Linked DNA regions of Mus musculus: region 1 is linked to region 2. Evidence: chromatin contacts called from public Hi-C data. All regions are on one chromosome and are shown on one strand. Each heading gives the region's core, a stretch centred on a gene start, on an enhancer-like site or on the middle of the called end of the contact. The rest is flanking DNA. Distances are from core to core; before and after follow the strand shown. Region 1 has its middle 45 kb from the start of Gm31140. Region 2 has its middle 100 kb from the start of Snx19.

Region 1 (6,840 bases), core at 1,087-3,586, 300 kb after region 2:
TATGTGTTTTCCAGCTCTAACTCCACTGCACTCTGGAATAGACAAAACTGGGGGAGGAGAGTGAAAGAGCAGAGCAAAAGGATCATTATAACTGTGGACTTTGAGTGATAACCAGCTACCTATATAGGCTCACTCAAGGTGCTAGGGAGATGATTTTGTGGTTGGTGTGCATACTACACAAGTGTGAGGACAGGGGTTCAAGTCCCCAGCACCCAAGTAAAAGCTGGGCAGTTATGGCAGCCAGCATGCAATCCTAACATATAGTAGATGGAGATGGGGACTTGTAGAGGGCAAGCTGGCTAGCTAGACTGAGCAAATTGATGAGCTCTGAGTTCAGCTAGTTACCCTGCTTTAGTAGATACAGTGAAAAGAGATAGATAGATTAAAATCTCCACATCATGTGTATACACACATATCCACAAACATGCAAGCACACATACACTCAAACCTCTTCTCTCTCTCTCTCTCTCTCTCTCTCTCTCTCTCTCTCTCTCTGTGTGTGTGTGTGAGTGTGTGTGTGTGTGTGTGTGTAAGGATGTATAGGAAATGTCTGTACCATCTTAGTTTTGCTGTGAGCCTAATACTGCTCTAAAACATAAAATTCATTTTAAATGTACTTATGAATTTACTTTATACCAAAGCGGGATTGAATCTGATATTTTAAAACTTGTCTGGATTTTTTTTTATTTAAAAAAAGGGGGGCAAAAGACTGTAAACATCAGTTACAACCATTATCATGGCAGATATTCTGCAAAAATCCATAAAGTGAGTGAAAAATATACTCTGGAAGTGTCACCTATATCCTCCTCGCTTGAATCTGAAGCACCATTTGACAGCCATTATACGGTACATGTCAAGATAAGTCACTGAGGAAGCAGAGACCCAGACTCAAGTTCTGACCAACCCTTGTGGGAGAGGGAGGAAGAGGAGGAGTGGGGCTTTGAAAGAGAAATGTCCCAGCTCCATCCCAGTCCCCGTTAATCTCACTCAATTGAAGACTTGGTTCCCAGTCGGTGGTGCTGTTTGGGAAGGCGTGGAACCTCAGGGAAGTAGGTCACTGGAAGTGGACTTTGGGGGTTTATATCCAATCCTGTTTCCTGTTCTCTCTGCTTCTTGTATGTGCGTGGAGTTATCACCCAGCTTCTGCCCCTTCAGCCATGATTTCCCCGACTGTTGCCACACCTCCCACATCATGATGGACTCTTTCTATCCTTTCTTAAACGAAAGACAAAATAACCCTTTCTTCCTGAAACCACCTTTGTCTGGGCATTTTACCACAGCAACTGAAAAAAAAATGGAGAGGGGGAGAGGAGAGGGGGAGGGGAGGGGAGGGGGAGGGGAGGGGAGGGGGAAGGGAGGGGAGAGGAGGGGAGGGGAGGGGAGGGGGAGGGGAGGGGAGAGGAGGGGAGGGGAGGGGAGGGGGAGGGGAGGGGAGGAGAGAACAGGGAGTGGGGGGGGATGGAAATAAAACAGGACAGACTAGAAGGCATTCTATGAAGTCATCCTTTGTCCCACACCTTCCATTTGCACACCAGCCTAAGGGCTGTAAATGGCACAAAAGAAATACCAAATGCTCTCTTTGTCCTTAAGAATCTCACAGTCTTGTGAATAATGAGAAAATATACTAAACAGAATGGAACAACAATAGAAGCAATTCATTATACTGGGTAGAACCAATGGCAAAAATATCTGAGAAAGCCAAGTTTGTGGGAACCTGAAGACTAAAAGCTACATGGGAAGAAAAGACAGTTGTGGCAACCCCTGGTCCCACAGAGCATGCCCCAGCCCCAGCAGAAGGTCAAGAAACCCCTTATGGTGTTCTCTGAGCTGGTTCTGCAGAACTTTCTAGAACCTTCTGAACCACTCTTTCCCACAGGTTCAGCACTGCCCGGTGACCTAGCACTCACTGTACTCTCCCATCGCATGCTTGCTGTTTCTCTGACAGACCTAGGAATTCGGTGTCCCCACAGACTCTTCCCTCTCAGCAGAGGGCAGGGAGCAAGGTCATCCTCGGCTCTCCTTGAGTGTCCCTGGTTGGCTATCTTCCTCCTCGGGATGCCCACTCACCCCCACCCCCACCCCCACCCCATGCACTCTTGATACTCTTCCATTCTTCCGGTCACAGACTTTTTATCTTTCCTTTCTCCTCGCCGTGTCTAATGCATCTTCTTGGCCCTAGTGGTTTCTTCTGAGTGTTCCTGCGTGGGAGTTTGCTCTTACAGCTCACTTCATTGCCCCATTTTTAATAACTAGGAAGTGTTCCAGCCAAGAGCCTCCTATTGCAGAAAAGAAGTGGATTCCGCATTCCATTGTCCGCTTGCACCCTCCGCCGTGAGGGCCGAAGGAGGCACCTACTAAATCATTCCGGCATCTTCCTCAGCCAAAGCAATCATGGCTGCCGGTCCAACACCGTCTGCTGGCCTCTCTCCACTCTGCTGTGCTTCTTGCTCTCCCACTGCCCCCTGCTCATCGGCCTACACTAGAAAGGACATGGGGGGTGGGGCAGTATCGGAGACTGAACCCAGAGTTAGCACTCTATTACGGAGCTAGTCCCCCAGGCCTCAAGCAAGGATTTTAATTCAGTTCCACTCCAGCAAAGAAAAGGCAACTACAGGCACCCTTACATGAGAGGGAATGAACGTTCTCTTGGCAATTATAATAATGTCCCCAGTTTGGAGCTAGAGTTAAGCATCTGCAGCAGTTAGAAAATTGGGTCTCACCACCCCCTCCCCTCGCACCACCACCACCAGACTCAAACTGAATGAAAACCACCTTCCTGGTGTGGGGATTTCCCCACTCCCACCTTCACGAGTAAGTGTAGGAGAGGCCCCACATCTGTGACCACCAAATGAACGTGCCAATGGGTGCCACACAGCCAGAGAAGAGAAGGCATCATTAGGTCTGTGATGAGGGCTGCAAGGATGGAAGATAAAGGGTAAAAATCACAGCTAGGTTAAAGCAGGAAACATCGTGACACATGAAACCCTCGTAGTCTGACTACCACTACGAGGCTTTCTATGGGAAAGCCGTGTACTTGTTGCTGAGACAGCTGGTTTTCATTACAGCCATACGAAGTTTAAAAATAAATATACCCACCTCAAATTCAGTGCACATTCAATTCTAACAAAATGGACACCCAGGCTCAAGTCAAACCGTTTGAACTCCATACCAAGAAGAATCAGTGTTATTGTTCTTGTTATGGCCCGAACGGTTTGTGCCTTTGGAGGTTTGGAGGTCGCTCGCTAAAACAATGGCAACTTTCATGTCCAATTCCAGGAACTGCATAGACGACCCTGAGAGGTCTGTCATTGGCTCTTCCTCCCACTCCCAAATACAAACAAATAAATGAGTGCTGAAGCCCTGAAGGGCTGAAGGGAAGCAGAACAAATTAGGCCTGAGGACGACCATGGCCTCTTACCCCACTGAACAGCTCCTGGGTACATTCTCCGAGGAGAGTTCAGAAGTGGTCTAGATGCAGCGACACACATGCAACAAAGGACAGAGGCCCACCCAGAAGACATGGGAGCCTGCTATGGGGATGACAAAAACTGGCTGAGGGCCAAGCCTGCCCCCTCCCTCAACAGTGAGGCAGAAGCTAGAGAGCTAATGTAGACATTGTGGACCAGTTACACACCACACCAAGAACAATGTTGAGTGCAAGAATAATGCCTGCCATTGTCCTTCTGAAACCTTCCATTCCTAACTACATTTTTTTTTAATTATTCACTTTTTAGATCCATCCTTCATGACTATATCAGATCATCGTATCCTGTTGGGTCAGTGCCTGGTGTGTCTGTACACAGCAAGTATTTGTCATTAAATTAACTATAATAAAATATCATTAACTAAGACCAAGAATTATTGTATTACAAACCTTTTGGTTTCTCACAGGAAAAAAAAAAACTATTCTTAAACCCCATCTTTTTGGCCACCCAAAATTGAGCATCTGAAAAAGTCACAAGAGAATTATAATGAGAGAGGCCCCCACCCCACAGTCCCCCAAGGAAACAGAGGGTTCATAGCAAGTGGGTGAATTTACAAAAGAATCTTATAAAGGTTGACCTGATTCTCATAGCCTGCTATGCAGACATAGCCATGGCCAAGATGTCCCAATACCTCCCTAGAGTAAGAAGCCACCATCACATTATCCACGAAGCCTCAACAGGCAATTTTAGGAAATTTTGCAAATTGGATTTGTGAAAATGATAATCTCATTAATCACTAGTCTATAGCTGAAAAGAAACCTTTTATGCTTTTTTTCCTTACAGAATATTACCGCTATCTTGCAAATCTCTTCACCCTGTCTAATCTCAGCTAACTTAGGACATCCTAACTTCCACCTATGTACAGAATGGTCACGTGAAGCCAAGAAAACCAGCTGTCCAGGATTTCCCCAGTAGTCTGTGGAGCTGACGGATGCTAAGCACTCCTGCAAAGCATGGGCTGCATAGGAATAGTCGGAGGAGCAGATGTCAGTGGTAAAACAAACAAATCAAAGTAATTAGTGCTAAAAAATGGACTTATGAGGGTATTGCTAGGTCTTCTCATGCCGCACATGAACCAGGACTCTCTTCCTTAGGATGGTTTTAAAATATTTATTTTATTATTTATTTTATGCATGTGAGTTCACTGTGTTACTCTCTTCAGACACACCAGAAGAGGGCATCAGATCCCATTACAGATGGTTGTGAGCCACCATGTGGTTGCTGGGAATTGAACTCAGGACCTTCTGGAAGAGCATTCAATGCTCTTAACCACTGAGCCATCTCTGGAGCCCTCTTCCCTAGGATTTGCTCATACTAATCCTAGAGAGTTGAGACAACATTGAGTTGGCCTCTTTTTTATTGTTTTTTGAAGAATATAGTCTGGTATTTGTATGGGTTTTGCCTACATGTATGCCTGTGTACCCTTCAGTGTCAAAGGAGGACAGATGAAGGTGTCAGGTCCCTAGAATTGGAGTTTTCAGACAGCTATCAGTCATCCTGTAGCTATGAACAGAACCTGAATCCTGGAGAAGACTAGCCAATACTCTGAGCCATTTCTCCAGACCCATCCTGTGGCTCATCTTTCTGTTAGTTCTCATCCCTTTAACTATGAGCATCATCATGGACCATTCCCTGTCATCTGATGACCCCAGTTATCCTGGTCCATCATCCCTGTTTGTTTCTCAGGGGGCTGCAGCTCTTCTCTTTAATTAGAAATGTGACTTGGAAATGGTCTTCCTAAAATCCTTCCCGTGTCCCTTGTCAAGAAGCTTACTTAGACAGCTCTAACGTTGGTATATATTATTCACATCTTATCATCTTAGGAGATGATCCTAAAGGGGGTGGGAGTGGATACCAAGTCTTACCTAACCAAGAAGCTATTTGCAATTGATAGCTGCTGGGAAAGGAAAACCAGTTCTTTTCAGGGGAGTGTCACTGGGGGTGTCAAGTGCACACCATGGCAGGCTCTATGCCCAGGAGTAGCTGGCCAGTACAAAATAAACTCCATGGCTTTTTGTGTGCATTTTTGTCCCATTTCATTTTGATTTGATTTGATTGGGGGGAGGGGTGTTTGCTTACTCAGTTGTGTGTGTGTATGTGTGTGTGTTGTTTTGAGAAAGAAAGAGAACATAACATTGAGTGGGTAGAGGGGGTGGTGAGGACCTAGGAGGACTTAGAGAAGGGAAAAAGCATATGATCAAAATATATGGTATGAAAACACAAGTTTAAAATTTTTAAAGGGGACATAAAAAATGGATCTTATCCCATGTTTTATGCCCATGACAGGATCAACAGTCTTATCTTTCTAATAAAAACCATTTGAATAAAGCCTTCAGATTTGACCCCCTTCATAATATGTGAAGCCTCTATGCTCTTTATCTTAATAAATGTCACCTTTCCTCTTTGGGTCCCTGGCCCATCTCGCTCACCTATAAAATCCCACCACGTTCCCAGCGTATGACCTCAGTGAGCGTGGAGCCACTCTGAGTGGTGAAGGCTTTGAGAAGGCTTCATCCCAAGCACTATCTAGAAGACCTGCGTGCCAATTTTTTTAAGACAATAGCTCTGGCTCTTCTGGAACTAGATGTGTAAACCAGGCTGGCTTCAAACTCACAGTGATCCTCCTGCCTCTGCCCTGCAAGTGGCCAAGTTTAAAGGTGTGCACCACCACCACGCAGCTAACGCACCAAGACCCCTCCCACTACAAAATTTCTACAATCCAACTGCCCCCTCAGTAACTAAAATTGGATAAAAAGAGGAAATAAATGTTCAAAATGCTAAAAGGAGAGTCAAAAAGCCACACTTACTGCTGGTAAAAGAAGTTGCAAAGTTCACCTTCTGACTTTGTATCTAAAAAGGGCAGGAGCCAAGCAAGTATTTGATCAGCTCTTGATGCTGTAAAAGGGCAGTCCTTTCTCTAGGAAGTCTTCTGAAGCTTACAAAACGCCCTGGTCCTATTACCAAAGCAAGGCCCATTTACACATGCACCCAAGAACATATGCGTGCACACATACACAGTACCCTGATGGCAGCATGAAGATAGAGAAGAGCTGTGGTGCCTTGGAAAAGGAATATGGGATGAGATAGATGGAGAAATCCCCAAATTCACTTGGCAAGATGTGATGGGATGGCAGCCAGCCATGCTCCCAAACCTCCAACATACCAGTTTCACTGGACATAGTTAAAAGGGAGGGAAGGGGTTGCTGATAGAATGCAAGCCTGAAAATGAAAAGAAAGAGTAGCTATTCCAAATAGGTGAGCGAGAATCTGGCTCCCTTGGCATGGGTACAGACCAGCAGAGCAGGAGAAGACCCCAGGGCCACCTAAGCTGCTCCTCTCTGCTACCACTTCTTCC
Region 2 (6,797 bases), core at 3,388-5,887:
ATGTTTCACGGAAAGTGGGAAGCCAGCTGAGTAGAGAAGCAGACAGGGAGAAGAAGACAGAAGAAAGAAGAACAAAAAAAAAAGAAAGAAAAAACAAAGAACAGGAGGAGGAGGAGGAGAGGGAAGAGGAAAGGGGAGAAGAAAGGAAAGAGGAAGAAAGAGGAAGATCCTGAGAATGGGGCTCTGCAGAGGGATTCATTACATACACATGGCCAGAAAGCTCAGCTAATTATTTCAAATTTTTGCATTTGTCTTGTTCATTTGATTTGCAGGTAGTGAACTGATATTTCTACTTGGTTCAAACCTTCAGTGCCAGCCTTTAGCTATTGTCTGCCTGCTTACCCCATTCCTTGTGTCTAAAGGGAGAGGTTATGGCTCTCCAAACTATGTTTTTATTTCAGATAAAGATCACAATTCTATTTTAAGGACCATAACTCCCAGGAAACAGTGTCTTCTAGACACAATAGTAATGATACACTTGAACTCACAGAGACCACAACTGCATGCATGAGTTCAAACCAGACAAAATCCCAGCACAGAGAAGGGGAAGTGGACATGAAGTCCTACCCCTAACCAAGAAACCCCTTACAGTTGATAGCTGCTGAGAAAGAGGTCAGAAAAATCATTTTCCTCAAATGGAGTGTCACTATAGCAACCATACTTGAGGCTTGAGGGCAGGCCCCATGCCCAGGAGTAGTTGGCCAACATAAAACAGACTTTTCTTTTTGATGTGTGTGTGTGTGTGTGTGTGTGTGTGTGTTTTGGTTTGACTTGGTATCTGTTGTCTCTTCTTTCTTTTTAGTTTATATGCTTTGATTTTGTGTTCTGATGTTTTTCTGAGTTTTTTTTTTCTTTCTGTTTTTCCTTTTTTGAGACAGAAATCACATGAAGTTGGGTGAATAGGGAGGTTGGGGGAATCTTGGGGGAACAGGGGGAGGAAAAAGAATATGATCAAATATATTGTTTGAAAAAATTAAGTAAAACTATTTAAATGACAAACTTTCACCATCCTAATGTGTACCTCTGAGATCCTAACTTCCTCAAGAAAGAAGGCCAAATGCTCTTCTGTGGAAGTGATGCTGAGCTGAGCTGTAAAAGACAAGCAGAAGTAGGGCTTTAGGAGTAGAACAGGGATTCATCTTTTGTTAGGCTGAGAAAGAGGTAGGGTGACCCAGATTTAGCAAATGAGCACAGAGGAGAGCAGAGGCCGATGAGGAGGGCAGCACTGGGCAGAAGCTGGGCAGGGTCATCTGGACCACATTGGGATTGTGGTCTTTATCCAAAGACTGACCTGAGTTCTGACACTGTCAAGTGTCTGACTAATCAAGAAACAATTTCTGTAGCTCTGTGTAGAGCAGAGCAGTGTGCTGGTGATGGTAGGGTGCCATCAGTAGCAGGCTGAATGAGCGAGTGCAATACTAGGTCCCCAGCTTGTTTCCTCATCGTTGATTGCAGGCATAGAATGCAGGTGCTGCCTGTGCCCTGAAGTATTCACCACCTGACCCTACCTGCCCTTGGGGTTTGGAAGTGAGGTGGCTCAGAGTCAACGATACCGGCTCCAGGAGCAGGTGAGAATTGCTGCAGCAAGCTCATCTGAACATGGACACAAGCTTCTTTAATACCCTCCACCCAGGCCCCATTGGTTCCAAGAAAGCAACTCTTCTAAACAGCAGTTCCCTATTGGCTGGCATTGTCTGCTCCAGCAATCCTTGGTATCTCAGGCAGTCCTCAACTAGCTCCTCTTGCAGGAGATAGTTTTGCGGATGCATGACCCCTGGCATTTACATAGAAGTGGCCCTGAAGTTCCTTTTACATGCAGGCCCTTCTATATTGGCCTCACCCCTCCTCATATAGCACAGCTATAATCCTAAAGGCATGCTGCTAGGCTTCTAATCACAATAAAGAAATCTGCCTGCCCCATAGAGGAAGAATCTGGGAGTGTTCTGAGGCAGGAGATGGAAGTCCTGCCTCCAGGAGCAACCCTCAGCCATGGAAGCCAAGGGACCATGAACAGTAGTGACAATGAGAAGGCTTCTACATGTGCTTCAGAAGGTCCTGGGTAAGTTCCATTAACCAAAGACCCTCAAAGTGCTCATCTCACTTGTGTACCCTGCATTAGCCTTTATTTTATTCTGCCTGTCCTTACTTCTGATCCCTAGGACTATTTCTCCCTCAATAAGTAGCACAGGAAATGTAGCGTTCTGCTCCCCATATGTGTTACAAAGGGAGGTGGAAGCAAAGCGGTTGTCTAGAATAAATGATAAAAGCTTTGGCAAGGGAAGGAACTACGACAAGGGGAGACTGGAAAGCTACTTAGAAGGTGAAATCAAGCTTGTGCCTAGATGTGTTCTCCAGAATCATTCTTTTTCTTACATCTCTTGATGATCAGTACAACCTAGTGCTGGTCCACAGCTCATAACATGGCCAGAGCAGCGAGCGGTATGGTGGTGTGCTGTAATCCTGATTTACAGTTGTACAAAGGGCCACCGTATATGGACATGGAACTCAAAAGCCATTGCAAAACCAGGCTCCCAGGGGATGGAGGTATTTCCAAGCAGTCCTAAATTTAGCTGAATTTATAATGGGCTTTTAGCTGATATCTGGCATTTGTGGAGCCTTCAGGTAAGTCCCCCATAGTCAGGGCCATCACATGGAAATGAAAATTAATGCCGTAACAGGGAGAAGCAAGGAGCCTGAGCTGAGCTGTTCTTTATCGGCCATGCACTTTAGGTCGCACTCCAGTTCTGAGACATGAATACTGCTTTCTCTGTCTTAAAGGTAAAGAAATGAGGTCTTCAGAGTCATGATGGTTGTCCCAGAGTCACGGGACCAGGAATCAACAGAGGAGCTACCCACAGCTTTAGCTTGGGTCTGGTGACTCCAGAGGCCATTAATGCACACCCCCAGACCTCCTTTAAACTTCTCTGCCCCACAGGGTGGAGCACCTAAGTGACCAACCATCTGTCTCTATGTGGGGTTAGTTGAGTATTTGATTGCTCATTAGGTTCTTAGTTGGAGGATAAGGAACAGAATAGTCTTCAGAGGAGGAAAACGAAGAGCCATAACCTTCAGCAGATATGAGGCAATACTGAATGTCTTAGAAGGCACGTGGGGTTGTCATTTTCAACACCCAACGAGAAGAGTAGCAAGAACTCGAAGCAACTGTCTTCAATGTCCTTCTAGCTACAGGAAACCCAGAGAAATGTTAGCCAACACTGCGACAAATCAATTAGGTGACAATCAACCTAATATGAGAAAGGGTTTCTTTTGGGTCATGGTTTTAATAAGAGGTTTTGGTCCTATAGTCTGTTGGCATTGTTGTTTGGATCCTGTAGCATGGCAGACTATCATGAACTAAATACATGGTGGAGCTAAGCTACTCACTTATGGCTGCTGGAAGTAGAGAGAAGAGAGCATCTAAAGTCCCAGTGTTTCTGTCAAGAGCGCCCCCTTCTTCTATGGATGTAGTTGCCTCTCACTAAGACAAATCTCTTAAAGGTTCTTCCATCTCCTAATAGCACCTAACTAGAAACCATGACTTTAACATCTTCAAAACATTGAGCTGTAGAAGGCATGGAATATTGTCTTCAGTATCCAGTGGGCTGCTAAGAGGTTGACCTGGGCTTGCAGGGGCACAGCCATTTTGAGAGATCCCACTCTACTGTGACAACACATTCCTCTTATTTGTGCAATAACACTAGCCGCCCCCTCCTAAGATCACTCCTGAGAAGATGAGCGAGGGGAGTAGAAACCACTCACCTGAACACTGCTCCTCAACCTTTAATGTTGCCACCCTTTAATACAGTTCCTCTCGTGGTGACCCCCAACGATAAAATTAAATTATTTTTGGCGTTACTTCATAACTGTAATTTTGCTATTGTTAAGGACTGTAATGCAAATATGTTTGGAGCTAGAGGTTTGCCAAAGGGGTTGAGACCCACAAGTTGAGAACGCCTGTGCTAGAGCCTTACCAGGAGGCTTGGTAACAGAGGTGAAGGTGACCAGCACACTGAGGCTCAGGCACAGTGATGGGGCATGCAAAACAATACTCACATTGTTCATGTGTGGGCCAAGGGTGGACACACCTCTTAATAGAGAGGGAGGGAAAAACAGATAAAAGAAGAAACAGAAAAGACGGGTCCTTGGAGCAGCCTCAGATCTGATCACCTTTCCATTTTGTGGCAGTTGGAATTCTCTTTCACTTAAGGTTGTAAAGTGAAACCTTCCTGCGCTGGGTTTGGGGGGTCACTCTGTTGCTGCAGTGCATGATGGGAGATTCCCTTGCATCCATGGCAAAACATCCCCTTGGAAAGAGAAGTCATGACCAAGGTTATAAGCATAATTTCTCCAGGCAGCAAAACAGAGTGGCCGTGCGTGCACCGGCTGTTCCTTTTCTCCTTGACCTGGCAAGCAGACGTCAGAAGGAAAAGGCTGACAGCATCATGTTTTAAAACAAATCCTCGGACTTAACCAAAGTCTCAAAAGCAAAAGGGACGTTACTTTTGAAGTCTATTTATGTTTCTTCAGCTTTCGTTTCTTCCAGTGATTTTTATCAGTTTCCACGGTGGTTACTAAAGCAGCCAAAGCCATTCCACTCTGCACCGTTTCTTTTGGAACCATTTGCTGCATGTGCACCCTCTGTAGGGTAGGAAAATGATTTCCCTGGAAGCCAGAAGTCACACAGTTGCGCCATCCCTCCGGAGCTCCATCCAGTGAAAGAACCCCTATTATAATTAAAGCCCTATTACCCTTTTATGTTATCTCCTCTTCTATAAAGGAAAGCTAGTCCAGCTGCCAGAGCACAGGGTGACACAGATACAATGTGATGTGTCAAGCACTCGAGTTTCTCTTTTATGACATCAGCTTTTATAACTTCACAGTCAACCCACCAACAAACTATAAACTCAACTTATTGGAAACAGACATATCAATCATGAGGAATCGCTTGTCAGCATCTGCCCCTGGCCTTTTCTGCACACAAGTTTGGCCTTAGCCAAGGAGCAGAAGCCCAGCTCCACCGTGCCATGTGTAGACACATGCCTGGGGTCACCTGGCACATGGCTCCAGAGAGAAACATCCATGCCGTATCCTATGATGGTTTGCATGATATTAATGGGTTTTGTACCATGGCCTGGCTCTTTTCAAAGCTTACTGCACAAGAATGCAGATTCTATGAGTGCAGCCAAATATTACCCACAAAAAAATATTTTCTAATCTATTTGTGGCCACAGAAATGTCTCTGCTTTTGTGATCCCAGAATGCATGGCAGAGCTTGGGGACCAGATTCCACTTCAAAGAACGTGCTTAAAGCAGACAGCAGCCTCTTTAGGTCTGAGTAGCAATGGGGAGAATCTAAAGCCTGTTTTCATGCATATTCTATTCTGTCCGGTCTCCAACTCTTCTTTGCTACACACTCACTCGGAAATGATGCCATCGCCACCATATTATCCGTATGCACAAATAGACCGCTAAGACCAGTGCTTCAAAAACGCTTGGGAGCTCTTTACTGTAACAGCTGTGTTCTCCTTACGGGTGTTCCCTGCTCTGTGCATGACTCGCTTCCCTCAATATCTGGGTGTTCAGCTGCAGATGAGGAGCATTTCCGTGCAGTTTCGTGATGCAGGCACTGCTAAAAAACATGTCTCCATGGCAACCACAGGGTTGCCTCATACAACAGCATTCAGATGTTAATGACCACAGAGGCATTTTTTTTTAATGTAGAGCATCAGCTATGTCTATAGAGGATTTGTTTGTTTTGATGTTCTATGTTTCTGTTGAGAGCTTTTAGGGGAAATGTCTTGTACTCGGAGAATACTTTGTCCACAGCATTTCCTCCCATGGCTTTAGTTCACCACACAGATTTCTTCTTTTCGAAAAGAAGAAGAGTTCTTCTGGGGAGATGATGCCATCGTTCATCTCTGCCCTGACACTTCAGATTCCCAACAAGTTGTTTCAATGCTTTGAATCTGAAATCCCTATTTTCTCAGCCTCAGTGGGATCTGGCCCCCTCAATGCTTGCTCAAGGGATGTTCACAGGAAATCCAGGTGCTCAAATGGGAGTGGGGCTTCCCATCCCTGCCTACACTGCAATCACAGACTCGGGGCAAGAATGTGGACAGCCCATTGGCACTCAGTAGCCTGCTCCTGTTAAGCATTGTAAGGGATGAAGGCACTTTTTGAACCTCCTCATAAGGTCAACAGGCTAGCCCACTGTATCATTAGCATCAGAGAGGAAAGATATCGTTCCTCTATAGTAATGCTCTCAACAAAGAAGGCAGAAAGGATTCTGAGGGGACGTTGGGCAAGTCTGTTTTGTTGTCACAAAATTGACAGTGGGTTACTACTGTTATGTCACAGGTAGAGTCTGAAGATCCTATCCAACAATGCCCTGGAAGACCCTTCTTCTCCTATACCAACAATGAATGATCCAGCTCAAAATGTTCTCTGTGCTGAGGAAGAAGCTGGCATCTCCGTTGCACACAACTGCACTGGAATCCCAGCACAGTGTGGCTCCATAGCAATTCCCAGCTCTGCTTCTATCAATGGGAGGCTAGCCCAGGCTTATTTATTAACTGTGTGAGGAATGCCTGTATGTCTGTCTATTCACCAGAGAGCTCTGGGGCAGAGACGAGCTTTCTTGTGCTGAGAGAGTTTGCAGCCTATGCTAATCCCTCCTGGAAAGCCATCCGTCCCTGAGTTATGACCTAGATCGACATTGTCTCACACTGCCTCTCTGTTATTAAAATTCCTTTCTGCACAATTCATGCAAACATAAATCCTTCCTTTAAAGTCTAATA

What was found. A called contact is a pair of places that touch in the nucleus more often than the background predicts.
Region 1: a contact with region 2 is called in a Hi-C map of uterus, with 1.9 times the contacts expected there. The contact joins two enhancer-like sites. A contact is called at or near these places in 3 of 484 Hi-C or Micro-C datasets (3T3-L1-derived adipocytes, differentiating embryonic stem cells and uterus).

The regions. Positions count from the first base shown.
Region 1 is chr9:30,831,630-30,838,469 of GRCm38.p6, forward strand. No RefSeq gene overlaps it. Among named protein-coding and RNA genes, the nearest start is that of Gm31140, 45 kb to the right of the region's middle. Within about 2 kb of position 2,337, at least 28 of the 459 cell types and tissues checked have an H3K27ac peak or open chromatin away from gene starts, as enhancers often do. A contact at or near this core is called in uterus, where this site is marked.
Region 2 is chr9:30,528,589-30,535,385 of GRCm38.p6, forward strand. No RefSeq gene overlaps it. Among named protein-coding and RNA genes, the nearest start is that of Snx19, 100 kb to the left of the region's middle. Within about 2 kb of position 4,638, at least 43 of the 459 cell types and tissues checked have an H3K27ac peak or open chromatin away from gene starts, as enhancers often do. A contact at or near this core is called in uterus, where this site is marked.